2 separate regions of the Sus scrofa genome follow, and region 1 is linked to region 2. A link is a contact called in public HiChIP or PLAC-seq data. All regions are on one chromosome and are shown on one strand. Each heading gives the region's core, a stretch centred on a gene start, on an enhancer-like site or on the middle of the called end of the contact. The rest is flanking DNA. Distances are from core to core; before and after follow the strand shown. Region 1 has its middle 46 kb from the start of THBS2. Region 2 has its middle 28 kb from the start of THBS2.

What was found. HiChIP or PLAC-seq counts read pairs in DNA pulled down with a chosen protein or histone mark.
Region 1: a contact with region 2 is called in an H3K27ac HiChIP or PLAC-seq map of alveolar macrophages. The contact joins two enhancer-like sites. A contact is called at or near these places in 1 of 47 Hi-C or Micro-C datasets (fibroblasts) and 1 of 2 datasets of contacts at active chromatin or transcription factors (alveolar macrophages).

The regions. Positions count from the first base shown.
Region 1 is chr1:899,007-901,706 of Sscrofa11.1, reverse strand. No RefSeq gene overlaps it. Among named protein-coding and RNA genes, the nearest start is that of THBS2, 46 kb to the right of the region's middle. Within about 2 kb of position 1,361, at least 43 of the 83 cell types and tissues checked have an H3K27ac peak or open chromatin away from gene starts, as enhancers often do. A contact at or near this core is called in alveolar macrophages, where this site is marked.
Region 2 is chr1:824,980-827,679 of Sscrofa11.1, reverse strand. No RefSeq gene overlaps it. Among named protein-coding and RNA genes, the nearest start is that of THBS2, 28 kb to the left of the region's middle. Within about 2 kb of position 1,334, at least 21 of the 83 cell types and tissues checked have an H3K27ac peak or open chromatin away from gene starts, as enhancers often do. A contact at or near this core is called in alveolar macrophages, where this site is marked.

The DNA of each region.
Region 1 (2,700 bases), core at 112-2,611, 74 kb before region 2:
CGGGGTCTCTCGGTTTCCGACTCTAACTCTCCTGCTCTCCGTTTTGGGGGTTTTGTTTGCTTGCTCGCTTGTCTCCTTGTTTTCTGAAAACTTTGGGGTTGGTTAGTGACAGATAATAGAAAGAGCTCGTTCAGTCTCCTTTCATGGGAGTGACTACATCCTGCGGCCCTTGGAGGTGGCACAGCAGAGCCCTCAGGAGCGCCAGCCCTGAGGTCAGGAGAACTGAGGCCAAATCCAGGCTGCACCCTTTCATCCGGCCACCTGCACTGTGACTCGGTGGCGTCTGTGAGACGGGGAAGGCGGTTCTGGGCAGCGGGCACAGCAGTCGCGCAGAGCCCGTGCCAGGAGGCTCCACGCTGCTGTCTCAGACTCTGAACGCCCTGGGCCATCGTGCTCTGACCTGTCTCGCGCTGCTGCTTGTTTCAGATGCGCCACGAGGCACTGTTACGAGCGGTACGTAGCGATGTGGACGTAACGAGTCTCTTTTCTCCGTCGGTTAAGAACCACCACGTGAAGTACCCAAGCTCCTGTCACCCCCACTTGCCCCTAACCCAGGGGCACCCCCCCCGGGTCTGGGTTCCTCCCCTACCCCCCAGCCCCCGACTCCCCAGGCCACGCCGTCCCCTCCGTCGACACGGCTCTGCTGCCGGGGAGTGTCCGTGGGGCTGTGGCCGCCCAGACTCCCCCTGCACGTCATCCGCACAGAGGTTCCAGCTGGAAAAGACAGAGCACCCACGGGAAACGAGAGGGCGCCAAGTATCGGAAGATCTTCCCGAAAGAAGGACCTGAGCCCACAGGGCGGGGGTGCTTGCGCATCCGGAGAGCAGAACGGTATCTTTGCTCGGTACGAGGACACGTTCTGGCGAGGCTGTGAGTTTCAAGGCAAAAGGAAGTCGCTTTCAGGGGTCCAGGCGGATGCTCAGACGAGGCAGCAACCACGCTGGCCTCCGGGTTTTATGTAGCGGCTCTTACACGAGAGGAGAAACACGGGTGGGGTTTTGAGGATAAACATACATGAATCTGCAATCCTGCACCCGCCGCGTCTCCCCTCCAGCACAAAGGCGGCAGGAAGCAGGCGGGTTCCCTTTCCCAGCCCCGCCCTCAGCAGAATGGCAGCGCCCAGCGGGAACCTGGGTCCTCAAGCCACCGGACCTGCGCGGCCTCCTCCTGCCCGCACCCCTGCCGGGCCCCAGCCCTGTCCCCGCCTTGGGGCCACCGCCCCGTCCCTCGTCCTGCGCTCCCACGACGGACCGCTGTCGACGGGGGAGCTGGGCGGACGGTGAGAATGTGGACAGGCCTCTGAATCATGCAGCAGAGGGAGAGAAATGAAAGACGAAACCCGCCCACTGTTCAGTTACACAAACGGAGGCGCCAACCGCAGGAACCAAGAACGGAAAAGCCTAGCAGGTCGCCTCCTCCTCAGTGACTACGCTGCAGTAGCCTTTATTTTTAATAGCGTCTTTCACTTCTCGTTGGCTTTGCGTCGTTAAATGACGTTCCGCAGGCCAGATCCTTCCTGGCACGGTCTCCATGGAGAGAAAAAGCAAACACTCAGACCAGTACCTCACGTCTGCCTGATAAAACGCTCAGATCTACAATCTCAGCGCAAAGAGCTGGAGCCCCCGTCGGCCGGGGGGGAAGGTCAGGCCTCTTACGGGAAGAGCCACGGCGAGCTCGGCCTGGCCTCACGGCTGGCTCCCCGCCCACAGGCCTCCGCTCCGGCCTGAGGCTGAAGCCCTGCTCCCTGGTTTAAAGGCCCCTTCCCCTCCTCGCCAGGGAGGAAGACGCACTTAAACAGGACGACGCAATAGGAGCAGCCTCACCAGGGAAGAGCATGTGAGTTTTCAGAGACTCTGGCTCCATGAAGTTTAATTAATGCTGAAACGAAGACTCAGACACTTGAGAATCTTTAAAAACAATATTTTCGCCAAAAGATTTATCTCACAGAGGAGAAGGTCGGGCCCAGCCAAGAGCAGCAGATGCTCACCCGCCCTAGAAAGAATGCGTTGTGTGCAGATATGGTCTCAGCGTGTTCTCGAGCTCCCAGCCACCCTGCAGCACCTCGGGCCCTCGGCTCCGTGTGGGAGCTCAAGGCGCCGTGCAGCTCCGGGGGCGCGGGGGCAGCCCCACAGGAGAAGCAGCGCTCGGCCCGACGGACGAGCTGGTCACACTGGCCACATTCTGGACACGTCTGAGCTGCTCCGTCTCCAGATGGGGCGTCTCTGTAACTGGCCATGACCTTTCTTGGCAACTCCTAGGCGGCTCTTGCGAAGGAGCCCCAGGCGCCCTCCCCCGGGAGGGGGGTGTTACAAGCAAAGAGCAGGATGGCCACATGGGACCCGGGACACGTGCCGGCAGCTGGAAACCAAATCGCTGGCACCACCGCCGAAAACCTGGTCCTGCCCCCGACAGCAATGCCACGCTCCTTCCCCCGCCGTCTCCCAGACCCCTCGTGACGGGGCACAGGTGCAGCCCCGCGAGGCCCCAGGGTCTCTGCGAGAGGCTGAGATGGAGCGAGCAGCCCCCACCTGGTCAGGACTCACGGATTATGGTTGATTTTTGACTCCTAAAAGGAATGATCCAGATGAGCCTTGCCCGCAGCGGCGGCAGGTGCGAGTCCTGACGCGGAGCCCCTTCTGGCACAGACGGAAACACGGACACAGGTTCCGGCCTCCCAGGGAAAGACGCCAGCGGCACGTG
Region 2 (2,700 bases), core at 85-2,584:
GTCTGGCGCCCACAGGGAAGTTCCCTGGCCCTGAAAACAGGCCGCCTTCATAGGGCCTCCGTCTCCTCCGACCCTCCCACCAAAAGGGCTGTCTGCTGGCCCACGGAGGAGTCCCCCCGCCGCTGAGCACTCGGGGACCCGGTCCCCCGCCCAGCACGGCCGCCTCTGTTCAGCACGTGGGGTGGGGTCAAGGGCACCCGCCCTGGGCCCATGTCCGTGTCCTACACGTGCTCTTCTCTCCGGAGTTGCTGGCCTGTCCCCACACACTCGTCCTTGGAAACTCAGCTCCCAGCTCACTGCTCTGGGACTCCGGCCGCAATGACTGGGCTCACCTGACACCACGGCCCCTAAGCTGCTCGGGGCTCAGGGGCTGAGGGCAGCCTCCCGTCGGCCAGGTCCTGGATCTCGCGGACCTTTCATGCTGCTCAGCGTGCGCGTCGAAGGTTCCAAGCCACCACTTGGTTTATCCCACAGCGTCTGCTCCTGCCCGGGGCCCACACGCCCTGGGGCCACTTCGAGAATGACTCACCGGTTCCAGGGGTCACCTGCCCCGGTACCGGCCATGGGACGCCATGCTGCAGTCCCGTGGCTGCCCCTTCTACCCCCGTGACCATGAACTTAACACAGCGGGGGCTGGTGGCTTTTGTCCCGAGAAAGCTGACCCCGCCGGGTGCTGGGCCCTGTGCAGACCAAGTGCAGCAAGAATGGGCAGAGGGCCAGACTCCAGGGCAAGTGTTCAGCTGAGGTGGCGGGAGAACAGGACAGGCCCACGTCCCATCAGTAGGAACCGTGACCTGGGCCTTCCCTCCCCCCATGTCCACACCGGTTCTGCCCCAGGCACCCCCGCCCCCCCTCCGCCCCGGCCAGCAGGGGGCCCTGCTGTGACCATCTCACTGGGAAGCTCTGGGCTCTGCTGCTTCCTTTGTCTCCCTCGGTTTTCACTGTTTCTAAACCCTTGCTGTTTGCAGCAGGGGGTGAGCGCTGAAGGCATGAATGCCTGGCGTCATCCCGAACACGCCTCCTCGACCCCCCATGACCTTCCACTTCCTCCTGGAGGCCATGGACCCCAGAGGCCTGAATGAAAGCGGCACTGACCCCCGCCCCAGAGACCACCGTGTGTCTGGCTCCGGCCTGCCCCTCGCGGCCCAGGCGCACACGCCACACCTCCTCTGGGGACAGCTCCTCGGGAGCAAAGTCGGCCAGGCCGAGCATCCCTGGGGGCGCTGGCTCTCTGCCGCTGGGGAGCTCGGCCCATCCCGTTAGGACACGTGCGGCGCCTGCCTGCCCAGGGTCCTGCCCCGCCATGTGACCCGGGGCCTCTGGGCCAGTGGGGAGGCGTCCCGGTTGAGCAATCGGCCTCGCAGACGCGGTCGCCTGGCTTGGCCGGGGTGATCACATCTCCCCGGCTACGTGACTCATCCAGCCTTTCATCCCGACGGCAGGGTTTTGTCTGTAGCTGCCTCAAAACATTCTTTCCATTTCATCATAGTTTTATATTTTATAGGCTTGCGTTCTGCAGCAAATAACTGAAACCACGCGCAGCCTCTCGAGCAGGAGCCCACCGAGGACAGTCTAATGAGACGTTTCCGAACGGGACGCATGACGATGGCACATGTCGAATCTTTCACGTGACTCCACTGACGTCTATGTTTGACATTTAAGCTTTAAAAGGGGCCACATGACCAGATGATTATAAAAAGAAACAATCAAAACATTCAGAGGAGTTACTAATGAGAGCATTTTACAAACATGACTCAATCAGATGGTTTTAATTCATTCATCGCAGGATAATTAGAATTAGGTGGACTGAATCAGAATCTCAGAACAAAGTGTAATATTTGCTCCCATGAATTTCTCAGAGTTTAAGTAGTTTCTGCACTCGAGCCAACACCATTTCTAAGGTGGAGTTTCCTTACAGGAAAACAGAAAGAGAAGAGTTCCACAGTTTCAAACATCTTATGAACTTGTGTTTAACTCAGACATATTTCAGAGCCACCCAGAAACACGCCACCACGTGAACCATTCTTTAGCTGAAAAAACAGCGGGGACTCAATGCACCCAACCCCCCTTCCGACTCCCCGTACCCCCTCCATGGTGGCTGTTTGACTCATCTCCCCTCGACGTCACCCCAACATGGAAGTGGACTTGATTTTTTAAAAAAAATATGTTGAAGTATAACTTACATACATTCTTTCGGCGAGAAGGGAATTGAAACAGGCCAGAAACTTGCATCTGTCTGAAAATGGAAGCACACTGGAAGACGACGAAATTAAGGGAGAATGAAATTCTTTATCTTTCATGTTACCTGGTCGAAAAGACAGCAGTTTGTTTAAAGCAATAGCAGTAACATCGTATTGGGAATCAGTGTGTGTGGATAAAGAAAATTAATGACAGGAGGCAGATACTGAGCGTCATTTGCTCTGAGATTCAGAGACTGTTTGTGAAGTAGGAAAGGGGTATTTGAGGATGGACTTGGGGTCACTGAGAATTCACACTGCAAATTCTAAACAACACCTAAAATGTTTATTAAGAAAACATAAAGAATGTTCTAAGAGAGGAGAGAAAACAAACCCATAAAGTGCTCAATTAAAGCCACAGAAGGCAGATAAGGTAGAAGAGAAAAAGAGAAACAAAATACAAGCACAATGAATAGAAAATAGTTGCAAACATGGCAGATGTTAATCCAACTATATCATTTAT